3 separate regions of the Mus musculus genome follow, and regions 2 and 3 are each linked to region 1. A link is a contact called in public HiChIP or PLAC-seq and promoter capture Hi-C data. All regions are on one chromosome and are shown on one strand. The core of a region is the stretch at or near the end of the contact, and the rest is flanking DNA. Distances in the headings are between cores, read along the strand shown.

The links. Promoter capture Hi-C pulls out the DNA fragments that hold promoters and counts their contacts. HiChIP or PLAC-seq counts read pairs in DNA pulled down with a chosen protein or histone mark.
Region 2: a contact with region 1 is called in an H3K4me3 HiChIP or PLAC-seq map of embryonic forebrain, with 11 times the contacts expected there. The contact joins the enhancer-like site here to the promoter of Rnf20 in region 1. A contact is called at or near these places in 11 of 39 promoter capture datasets (the 3T3-L1 cell line, 3T3-L1-derived adipocytes, cranial neural crest and 8 more), 3 of 15 datasets of contacts at CTCF or cohesin (embryonic stem cells, large pre-B cells and pro-B cells), 18 of 484 Hi-C or Micro-C datasets (B cells, cerebellar granule neurons, cerebellum and 10 more), 9 of 115 datasets of contacts at active chromatin or transcription factors (astrocytes, embryonic basal ganglia, embryonic forebrain and 5 more) and 1 of 9 other capture datasets (embryonic stem cells).
Region 3: a contact with region 1 is called in a promoter capture Hi-C map of hippocampal neurons, with 3 times the contacts expected there. The contact joins the enhancer-like site here to the promoter of Rnf20 in region 1. A contact is called at or near these places in 9 of 39 promoter capture datasets (the C10 cell line, cranial neural crest, frontonasal cranial neural crest and 4 more), 4 of 484 Hi-C or Micro-C datasets (cardiomyocytes, cortical neurons, embryonic fibroblasts and 1 more), 6 of 115 datasets of contacts at active chromatin or transcription factors (bone marrow-derived macrophages, embryonic forebrain, embryonic stem cells and 3 more) and 1 of 9 other capture datasets (embryonic stem cells).

The regions. Positions count from the first base shown.
Region 1 is chr4:49,630,018-49,633,865 of GRCm38.p6, forward strand. Rnf20 (ring finger protein 20) reads left to right here and starts at 2,043. Exons shown (of 21, transcript NM_182999.2): 1 at 2,043-2,194; 2 at 2,348-2,495; 3 at 3,237-3,393. The coding sequence starts at 3,265. It overlaps Gm45952 (predicted gene, 45952), which reads right to left and starts at 1,935. Exons shown (of 2, transcript NR_168526.1): 1 at 1,838-1,935; 2 at 641-846.
Region 2 is chr4:48,690,945-48,694,792 of GRCm38.p6, forward strand. No RefSeq gene overlaps it. Among named protein-coding and RNA genes, the nearest start is that of Cavin4, 29 kb to the left of the region's middle. Within about 2 kb of position 2,162, at least 12 of the 459 cell types and tissues checked have an H3K27ac peak or open chromatin away from gene starts, as enhancers often do. A contact at or near this core is called in embryonic forebrain, where this site is marked.
Region 3 is chr4:48,753,100-48,756,947 of GRCm38.p6, forward strand. No RefSeq gene overlaps it. Among named protein-coding and RNA genes, the nearest start is that of Gm52718, 20 kb to the right of the region's middle. Within about 2 kb of position 1,867, at least 55 of the 459 cell types and tissues checked have an H3K27ac peak or open chromatin away from gene starts, as enhancers often do. A contact at or near this core is called in cortical neurons and hippocampal neurons, where this site is marked.

The DNA.
Region 1 (3,848 bases), core at 793-3,292:
GAGACATAGTGGCCACGAAAAGCATAGGATCAGGCGAGGTAGTACATGCCTTTAATCCCTGGAGACTGAGGCCAGGTGATCTCTGAGTTCAAGGTCAGCCTGGGACAAGCAAGTCCCAGATCCGGGAGTGGTGGTACACCACACCTTTAATCTGGGACACACTTTCTGCTGGAGGCCTACATCGGGACACTGAAAGAAGGAAGATTCACTCTTTGCCTGCTTGCCTTGTGGAACTGAGCAACTGCTAGATCCTTGGACTTCCATTCACAACTGCTGCTGACCATTGTTGGGGAGTTGGACTGCAGACTATAAGTCACCAACAAATTCCCTTACTAGAGACTACCCATAAGTTCTGTGACTCTAGAGAACCCTGACTAATACAACCTTCTTGTCTCATGCACAGGTAAGACTAATCAAGTACAAGAACACCCAAATTCTTTCTACTGCCAGAAATTCGGTGTGGGTTAGGTTTTCCTCCAAACATATTTACATGTATTTTTTAAAAAGGGTATAGCAGCCATTCTTACATCCCTGTGCCTTTATCTGCTGTCATTGGTTAATTTGCCACAATTTCAGAAGCCACACTGCTTTTCAAGGGCAGATTAGATCGATTGCCTTTTTATCATTAAAATGCATTTAGTAAAATTGAATGATGTAGTTTATTTCTAACGTAAAAAAAATATCAACGCTCAATAAATTTTAAACATCCTGGTACTGGCCTGGCAAGATGGTTTAGTGGGTAAAGGTGCTTGTCACCCCGAGTTCAGCCCTTGAGACCCGAGCCTTCGAAGTACGACCTAGCTCCAAAAGTTGTCCTCTGAGCTTTACATGTGGGCACTCGAACACCTATGCACACATTAAAAAAAAATCATATTAAGACGGGTACTGAGATTACAGACTAATTGACTTGTTCTTAATTAACACCCTCCTCCCCCCCCCCGACCCCCCCCCCCCCATCCCCAGTGTCTCTGGTCAGTATCTTATCCTCTCCAAACACTAAAGCAGTAGTTTCCAAACCTGTGATGAGAATCCATAGGGGGAAGATGGGATGGGATGAAGGTGGCTTTATTTTTTTTTTTATTTTTTATTTTTGGTTTTTGAGACAGGGTTTCTCTGCGTAGCTCTGGCTGTCCTGGAACTCACTCTGTAGACTATGCTGGCCTTGAACTCAGAAATCTGCCTGCCTCTGCCTCCCAAGTGCTGGGATTAAAGGCATGCGCCACCACCGCCCGGCGAAGGTGACTTTTTAACCCTACAAGAGACTAAAGTTCTCCAGCTGAGTGTCATTTGCAGGTAGTGCTAAATAGAGACCCCGCTTATTTATTTTGGCCTTCCCAGACAGGAGTTTCTCTGTGTAGTATTTATTTATTTTGAGGCAGGGTTTCTATGCATAGTATGTATGTATTTATGTGCTTATTTATTTTGGTTTTTCAAGACATGGTTTCTCTGTGTAGCTCCGGCTGTACGAGAACTCGCTTTGTAGACCAGGCTAGCCTTGAACTCAGAGGAATCAGCCCGCTTCTACCTCCTGAGTGCTGGGATTAAAGGCGAGTGCTACCATCGCCGTGCTGGAATCCCCTTTAAGGAAACTACACAGAACTAGAAATCGGTCAAATTCCTTGAGTTTTACGCAGGCTATTTCATCTCTTTAAAGAGTGCTCCACCCACACCTCAGGTAAGGGCGCTTGCCCTTTGGGAGATGGACAGGACCATCAACCAATTAGCAGCTTGGATGAGATAGGACCGCCCCCCCAACACAAAACATAAACAAAACGCTTTCCGTCAGTAATAATAATGGACCTTAAAAAAAAGAAAACAAAAAACAAAAAAACCGTACACAATGCTTCGCGTTGAAGAGACCGGTCACTTTGGGACTGGAGTCTGAAACAGTCCCCGCCCATCCCAACACAGAGGCGGCAGCGCACACGCAGAACTGACTGCGCCCCCTCCTCACGCGTCACTTCCGCCTGGCGGTCTCCCACACGTCACTTCCGCCCTCTCCTCGCCGTGCCTCGGGTAAAGTTGAAGCAACTTCCTTTTCCTTTTCCCTACTTCCTCTCCGTGCCTCCGCCTCCGTGGAGCTCAGTCCCTCTCGCAGCGGATCCCAAGTGAATCCCTTGGAGTCCCTCTCGGGCCTTCGTGAAGAAGCGCTGGGAGCCGCGCGCTCCCTGCGGCGGGAGTTGCCAGAGCCCAGGTTTGCTCTGTCGTCTGCTGCTCCCGGGCCGTGAGCGGCGAGGACTCTCGGGTCCCATCTTCCCGGCCTGTAGTTAGCCACGCCGGAGCCAGCGGCCAGCGCTCTCCAGTCAAGCTGCGCTCTCTCCTCAGCTCCCGTCTCCTCTCTTTGCAGGCGAGGTCCAACCCAGATTGCTGCTTGCCATTGACGCCTCGTCCCGGAGTTTGGATCGGAAGCCGGCTGGATGTAGACCCCTGATGGCCGCGGTGCTCGCCATCTAGCATCCATTCCACCTCCTTGTGAGTTTCGGAACCAGAGTCAGGTAGGAAATACTGAAAGAGCATCCCGTCTGAACAGATAAAGAAACGGGGATTGTTGGCAGGTTCGGTCTCTAAAGGCAGCCCGGCTCCCCAAAGGAAGCGCTGGGGTGCTCACCTACGTCTGACATCTGGAGAACTAACTGCTCAGGGAGCGTTTACAAGGCTCTGCAAAGAGAACGCTTGCATTTCTGGGTGCTTAGTGTTCATCTGACATTATGCTAAGTTGTTTCTATAACTATGCCATCCATTTGTTGCAGTAAGTCTAGCAACATGTTGTTGTCCTTCGTTTAGGAAACCGAGATTCAGAGATAACTGACTTGTATAGGATTAATGACTTAGCTAATGTTTCCCACGTCTCTTGCCCCAAGTCTCCTAATACTTTAACCTTAACCTCTGTCATAAATAAACTCTCCTTCTTTTAGTTTTTTGTTTTTGGCATCTCAGGAAGTGAGAATCCTGAAATTTATTCATAGCTTCTCTATTATTTGAGTAGAATTTTATTTGTTATTAGCATCTTGTGTAGAAATTTATAATCCTGTCAATCCCATTCCTCAACAGTTCCCCTCCCCCTTCTCTCTTGATTTAGGGTTGATGGGTTTTGTCGTAGAATTATTTGATTTAGGTTAAAGAGTTGGCCTGAAAAAAATTACTAGTTTTTATATACAGGTACTTTATATTGTGGCATGTCTGCTTATCTTGATTCAGTTCATGTTTTCTATTTTTGTTTCTGTTTTTTCATTCAGAAAAATATAACTGTCATCTTATACCAAGATGTCAGGAATTGGAAATAAAAGAGCAGCTGGAGAGCCGGGCACATCTATGCCTCCAGAGAAGAAGACAGCTGTTGAAGATTCAGGGACCACCGTGGAAACAATTAAGTTAGGAGGTGTCTCTTCAACGGTACGAGAAAACGAGGCTGCAAAAGTGTGCTTGGCTTCTGTCAGTTGTTCCTGAAAGTAGAAATTTATGGAAGCTTCTTGAATTAAGAGATAAGCATTAGCAAAGAAGAGGGAAATAGATGAATTGATGTGGTGGTCAGTTCTTGAAGTGAGGTGTATTAATTTATGTTTGATCTGTATTTGCAAGCTGTGGTGTTTATTTTATTTTATTTTATTGAGAGTCTGACTACAGTAGTCTTTGCTATAGTTAATTGGCACTTTTCCCTTACTGAAAAATAGGTGCCGTGTTCTGAGAGGCACCCTAGCAAAGCCTTTGAGAGTGCTAGTGCTGAATGAGAGTCAGATCAGTGCCCGGGGTGTGTGTGTGTGTGCGTGCGTGTGTGTGCGCGCGTGTGTGTGCGCGCGTGCGTGCTCTCTGCCATATCTCTTGGCTGTATGGCCTGTATTATCTGTCCT
Region 2 (3,848 bases), core at 912-3,411, 940 kb before region 1:
TTAAGCGGCCTTCCCTGGTGCCCCGGATGTTTTACTGTTGGTTCTCTGCCATCCCGCGAGTCAAACCATGATTTCCCCACCGGCACAGGATTTGGGCCTGGGGGCGGGAGGTTCCACCTTGATTGGTGGATGCCTGAGTATCTGCCTACATCTTTCTTTTTCTTTGTTTGCTTTTCTTTATTGTTGTGGCTGGACTCTTCACTATTCCAATCCTCCAATCCTGTAATTACTGGATCCCAAACTTTCCCAGATAAACTTGTTGCAGTGTTAGTTAGACTCTTGATTAGATCCTGAGATCCCAACTGATGCACAATGGGACCTGGTTAGAAATGCGATCCAATGGATTGATACCCACCCCTGCCTGTCTTTCCTCCTTAGGGCCAAGTTCACGGTTTTGCTATACTCACTCATAGTGTGAAGAGAAGCCCCGACGTTTCCTTGTGAGCCCCTGTAATATCTGGCCCCCTTTAGTCTCCTGACCTCTCCTTTCACATCACAGTCTCTCTCCTTCCTCTTCCCTGGCAGTTTTACAGACACCATTCTCTCTGGAATCCTTTCCCTTCACCGTATGTATGTGTGTATGTATGTGTGTGTGTGTGTGTGTGTGTGTGTGTGTGTGTGTGTGTGTGTATGTATGTATGTATGTATGTATGTATTTTTGAGATGAGATCTCATTCTGTAGCCAGGATGGCTTGAATTTCATCATACAGCCCAGAACTGCTTTAACTCATGGCAATCCTCCTGCCTCAGATTTCCAAGTGCTGAGATTCCCAGTGTGCGGCACCACACTGCTGTCTTCATTTTAACCGTCGGTTTCCACCTTCTGACGGTCGAAGGTTGGCCTTTACTCACTTTCAGACAATCTTTTGGATTGATACCCAACCCCTGCTTTTATGAATTATAAACTGAAGGCAGGGACTGTGGCTCTCTTGACCCTGCGGGGTTTGCAGGGTCTAACACCTGTGACAAAGCCTATCCTTGCTCCTCCTGTCCTGGTCCCGTGTGATTTCCCTGCCCATGCTCCAGTTTGCCACAAGATGGCAGGCTAGGACACAATGTCGCTTGGTCTCCTTATAGAGATAAAAACCCCTAGGGGTTTAGGTTTAAATACATTGAGCCAGAAGAGGACCCTTGTGAAGTACATGAATCCAAAGTCCTCTGGAATTTCTGGAAATTCCTCTGGAAACGGTGGTTACATCCTCCACCTCTTCCCTGACAGAGGAACAGTTAGGAATACCAACAAGCAAGACAAAGGGGAAGACTCCCTGGGGAACCGGGCATTGCATTATTTAGAGATGAGTGTTAGGGAGTATGTGAGAACTCTTGAGCTCTGGTTTGCAGGGGATCCAGAATACATGGCTGTATCATGGCCGCTCCTTAGCTTTGCCCAGAGTAGATTCTGGAAGGAAATGCAGTAAGGGTCCCAGGCCCAAATCCGGCTTCTGCCTGTCTTGGTAAACAAATTTTAACTGGGCCAGGACAGAGATCACAGGATCTTCAAAGCCAGTACTACTTAGTGTTACAATGTTTGGGATTATCTGGTCTAGATGCGTGGAAACTGCTTAGAAGCCTTATATCTGGCTTAGCTGTGGGGAAGATCTGACTTCTTTCTGAGGAGCATACTTGCTTGGGGAGGGCAGTATAGATTGCTGAGGGCTCCTAGAGATTTAAATCAGAATTATTTTCAGGAATTGTGCACTTTATGTGCTGTACACGTTCAGTGTTTTCTTCCTCCTCTCCACTCTCCTCCCTTCCCTCTCCCCTTCTATATTTTCCTTTCCCTCCCTCCCTCCCTCCCTCTCTCCCTGCCTCCCTCCCTCCCTCCTTCCCTCCCTGCCTCCCTCCCTCCTTTCTTCCTTCCTTTTCTTTTAAGGGTCAGGGTTTTTCTGTGTAGCCCTGGTTGTCCTGGAGCTCGCTGTGTAGACCATTCTGACCTCAAATTCAGAGCTGGGTCTTCTGCCTCTCCTGGGATTAAAGGAGTGAGCTGCGTGGCAGACTGGCTTCCTGTCAGTTTTTAAGGGAAGAACAAAGGCGATACATGTGAACTCCTTGTACTTTCTCAGCACGCTTTCCCAGATTGGGGCCGTTAGACTAATTACTTCATTTATCAAGATGGAAATCAAAGGCCCAGTAGCTATTTACCTTTCATTCAAGAATACTCTTGGCATGGCTGGTGCAGTCTAATTATGAGCGAGGAGGTGCTCAGGCTTAGCTCAGTCAGGACTGTGTTAACTCGCTTCGCAAGGGTTGTGTGATTAAATACAGTCCGCACAGGTCATCTTCCTGCCAAACCTTTTGAGTAAAGAGAGTGGCCATTTCTTAGCTTCCTAACTGTTTTTGCACTTATGAAACCAGAAAAACAAGAAACAAGTTAATAATTTTAGAGCTCACACAGACTGTATCTAGGGCCTGTTAGATTTCTCTTCTTTAGGTAAATGATGGTTGTACACTTGTGGGAAGGTCTGTGCCAGGGAGAGAATTCTCAGCTCTCAGAGTATTGGTTTAAAACAAACAAACAAACAAACAAACAAACAAACATCCCAAAGAACCCAAGTAGGCGGTCTCTTTTCCTCTTAATTTTTTTGTAGGAAAGTTATTATATGACATATTCTTCATTGTATATACTTAGTGTGTGCATGTATACACACACACTTGCTGGCCTTCCAGATATGCATATTTTATTTCAAAGTAATTTTAGACTAACACATTTCTGTTTAATGAAGAAGTGAAGAGAGCGTGGGGCAGTATCAAGAGACATATTCTTGGCCGTATCTTCTTAAATTGTCCTTCAAACTATTGTAGTTAAATGTGTAATAAAACTACTATTTTATAGCCTGGTATGGTGGCTTATGCTTCTAATCTAGTACTCAGGAGGCTAAGGCAAGAAGGGCATGAGTTCGAGACTAGCCTTGACTAATCCCCAAGACTATTTCTAAAAAAAAAAAAAAAAAAAAAAAAAAACCCGAAAGACAGGCAGTAAGATAGCACAGTGGGTAAAAAAGCTCTTGCCTCACAAGCCTGGAGATGTGAGTTCTGCATAAGACTGGAAGCAGTCAGAAGGGTTGATCTGCAGAGCCCATGTCTGCAGGGAGAGAGCCAGTTCCACAAAGTTGTCCTATGACCTTGCCCTAGTCACTGTTCTATTACTATGAAGAGGCATCATTATCACAACTCTTTTTATAAAAGAAAGCATCAAGCTTACAGTTCTAGAGGCTTAGTTCATTTTCATCATGGAGGGAAGCATGGCAGCATCTAGGCAGACACTGAAGCACTAGGTGAGAGAGCTTTATATCCTGAACCATAGGTGGGGGTGGGGGTGGGGTGGGGGGTGGGGGTGGGGTCTGGGCTTGGCTTGGGCTTTTGAAACCTCAAAACTCCCAGTGACACACTACCTCCAATCAGGCCATACCTTGTAATCCTTGTAATCCTTTCTAATGGTGCCATTCCCTGGTGACCAAGCATTCAAATACATGAGCCTTATAAGGCTTATTCTTATTCAAACCAGCACAGACCTCCTCATGTCAACCTTGACACCTGTACTCATCAAACCCACACATCATACATGCACACACAATAATAACACGTTTTTAAAATGTAAAGGTAGCTTTACAAAGTCTTTTTAGTGTATCTGTAATCTTAGTTACAGTTATCTGTATAAATTTAAAATACAAAACTAAAAGAAAAGAAAACAGAAACAAAACAAAAAATCAGATGAGTTCAAGGCCAGCCTGGTCTACATAGTGAATTATGGGCAGCCAGGGCTACATGGTGAGACCTTGTCTCAAAAAAACTGACATCCATCAAAAAACAACAACAACAACAGCCCCACTTCCAATCCACCAAGGTGG
Region 3 (3,848 bases), core at 617-3,116, 880 kb before region 1:
CCACCCAACATTTGCATGAAACATTTGAGCTGAGAAAGACAACACAAGAGTCAGCACTCCACTACGGCAGCTCCACAAACTGAGAGCTTCACAACACCAGAACACAAAGATGATGTGGCAACTAAAGTGACCGCAAAAGACTAGCTTTTAAAGGTTCAAGACCAGTGGGTGGAATGGCTCAGTGGGTTAAGGCATTCTCAGTAAACCTGAGGATGTAGGTTCAAACCCTGGAACTCCCATGAGGGAAAGATAAGTAATTAGCTCAAGTTGTCCTCTGACTCCCACATGCATGTCCTGCTGCAATACGCAGACAGACGTGCATAGGAAACTAATAAATAAATATAAATTGAAAAAAGATTCAAAGACCAACTATAGGATTCATATGATCCAAGACAAGCAAAAGAAACTTACCAATGAAAGACATATAGACCTGAAAGATTAAAGATGTAAAAGTATGAAGGCAAAATTCAGCAAGGAAATAAAACACCCAAACAATTATATAGCTAAGCAGAAATTCTGGAAATGAAAGACCCAACGAAAAATACAATAGAAAATATCATCAGCGGAGACAATAGTACACATAAATACACACATACAAAAAAAGTCAATGAATACCATAGAAAGTTCAAGAAGTCTGGGTACATGCAAGAGACCAAACCTAAGAATCCACGGGCTGTAAGAAAGAGCTGAGACCTGTAACCCGTGGGCATGTTACTTAGTGTGGCAGCTGCTGTGGAAATCAGCACAGAGGGCTTTCATAGCTAAGCATGGAAATCTCATCCAACCCAGATATCACTGCTGGGCCTGTGCCCGAAGGACTTTCCAGCCTGCCACAGCAAACAATACCTGCTCAACCATGGTTATTGAAACTCTTTTCACAACAACCAGGAAACCAGACTAGATGCCATCAATGGTGCATGGATAGTGAAGCGCAGTACAGATGCGTGATGGGATTTTATCCAGCCCCAGAGAAAAACAAAATTAGGAAATTTGCTGGTGAGCGGATGAAACTGGAGAACATTATTTTAAGTGTGGTAACCCAGGTGGAGAAAGACAAATATTTCATGTGCTCTCTCGTTTGCAGATTCTAGCCTGTAATTGTAAGATTGTGTAACCAGGTGGAGAAGTTATGGAAAAATATTAGGAAATTGGAAGGGGCCCATGAAACTGGAAAGGAGGTTTCTAAGGGAGAAGGATGGAGGGAAGACAACAGGATAAAGAGGGAGGGGTGGAGAGATATCAGGGTGCAGCAGAGAAGACGGGGGGGGGGGGAGGGAAGGGAAGAGCACAGGTCCTGTAGGGCGGTCAACCAGAGCGACATTATGAGAAACCAACATGGGTATCCCGCACTTCAGAATCTAATTAAAAAAAAAAAACAACCTTCCTTAATTATACTTATCCTCCAGCTAAAGATCCAGTTTTCAATGTAAATTTGTGACAAATTTCTACTGTCTGATGCTGGGGTAAGGAGTGTCTAGAACATAAGTAGACACTCCCAAGAAATGCCGGGTGACCCAGGTCCCTGGGCTCTGAGGAGTGTTAGGATAACTCCTGGGAGAGTCTGAGCTGCTTTGCTGGCCCCTCTTCCCTCCAGGATCTGTGGAGTACAGTGTCTCAGATCTTGACTTACATTTTCCACCCCACACCAACATAAACAAATCTCCTTTTCCCTTTTGAACATGAAATGGTGCAAAGATAAACACACGTTTCCTATTGTCACTAAAAACGCATTCATTCCCAGAATAATGCGGCGCCTGGGTGAACAAGGAAGATAGATATTTTTAGGGAGACTCTCTCTCCTTTGGAACAGGAACAGAGCACCTGCTAAATCTGGCACAAAGCGATGACTGCTCCCTGGCAGACTCGCATACAGATGCCTGACTCAGCGATGACGGGCGATTTCCAGCCCAACAGCAGTTTCTGGGCGTAGGGTTTCAGCTCTGAACAGCTGTTGTAATTCCTTCAATATTTTTAGTAACTTATAGTTGCAAGTGCAGAATTGTGACTAGCAAGAGCATAAAGGGTGGATTTTATGCCCCCCCCCCCCGGAATTAAATAGTGTGCTTCGGTTATTAGGGGATTGAGTCACAATTTTAAAGAAAGTATTCTTTCTCAGAGCATGCCTAAGGACCAATATCTTATCAAATGTCTAAGAAGAAATGAAATGCGTTCATTTTAGTCCACTGCATTTAGCTCACCTATGAGTTAGCCGCATCCTTTAATAGTCTAAGCTAATAATTTACAACTCAGATTAGAATCTGATCTTCAAGTATTATTTTTATTCAATTATTATTTTCTCCAGAAAATACCACCTGAGGGGTGTATGCATTTATGTAAGGACAGGGGAAGCTGACTTTGGATTCTGTGGTTCAAGTAGAAAATCACAAAAGCACATGGGAAGAGACACGATTTTAACCACAAGTACAATATGAATGAGCGACCAGAAGTTCTCTGTGTCACCTTTAATGACACACTCATAGTGATCATTTCTTTTTGTTAAGGGGGGAAATTTATTTTCTTATAACTCTCCCGATTAACCTCAGCTTTATGCATGGAGTAGTCTAGAAATTGTGACTGCACGCCTGTAGCCAATTTGTCTTCCTTAATTTTCATGATTTCCATGGTTATGATTCTATAATCGGTGAAGCATGCACGAGAAAATGAAGGGCAGGACAGCCTGTGTTACCTTGTACCTCACTGGCTCTCACAGACCTCTTAATTGGGCTTAATTTTGGAGCATTTCAATGCTTAAAAATAGCATCAGATCAGGAGCCCTCTGACACTATCTTTCCTAAGTTTCTAGGGAATGAGCGTGGATATGCAGAAGAAAATCCTAAAATGCTGCAGCAAGGCTTATCTCTAGAAGGCAGGGTAAATAGTCTCCCCCACCTTCCCTTCTAATGGTCACGCCTCCAGGCCTTGCAAAACAGACCTTCTTTGAGAAATAAAAGTCAAAGAAGTGCCATGATTCTTCTTCCCATACATACTGTCACAGGGATGCAGGGTTTGAAAGTGATTTTTATTAAGGCTATAGCAAGTTCTTTTACTAGTGGTGTGTGTGTGTGTGTGTGTGTGTGTGTGTGTGTGTATCCGGTGCTGCTCTCTCTGCAAATCCTGATGTAGACCTCTGAGCTACCTTTCTAGCGCTATGTCTGCCTGTGTGCTGCCATTCTTCCCACCATGACAAAAAGACACTAAACCTCTGAAACTGTAAACCAGACCCAATTAAATGCTCTCTCTTATAAGAGTTGATGAGGTCATGGTGTCTCTTCACAGCAATGGAACCTTGACTGAGACATACCACATAGGCCAGAAACAATGGCATGAATGATCACGAACTAGGACTTCTAAAACTGTGAGGTAAATAAATTTTCTGCCTTTAAGCTATTTCTTTACGGTATTTGTCACAGTGCTGAAAAGTCTGTCTAATACAGGTTTCACTATGGGGTCTAGGGAGACAGCAGTACTCAGACCACAGCAGTCCTCAAGATATGGTAGCTATTTATTGTTGTTGTCATCGTCACCATGACCACCATCATCATCATGTGTCATTTCCACCATGTAAGACAATATGGCTAGCGGACAATAGAAAAAGATATACACTTGTTGCTTTATATCTTGGAGGTGTAGTATTAACTCACTGGGTTCAGGGCACCAGAGACCAGAAATAGTAAACCAGGAGTCCTTTACATATCAGGCTTGTAGTCTGACTGTTAGGATGCAGGGTGGAGACGGTATCTCCAGCTGTGGATCAAAACAAGAGACATCCAATACCCAAGTCACAAGTGCAAGAGAAACCCACTTACCTGCTTTTTGGCAAATACTTTAGAAATCTTTCTGCACCTTAA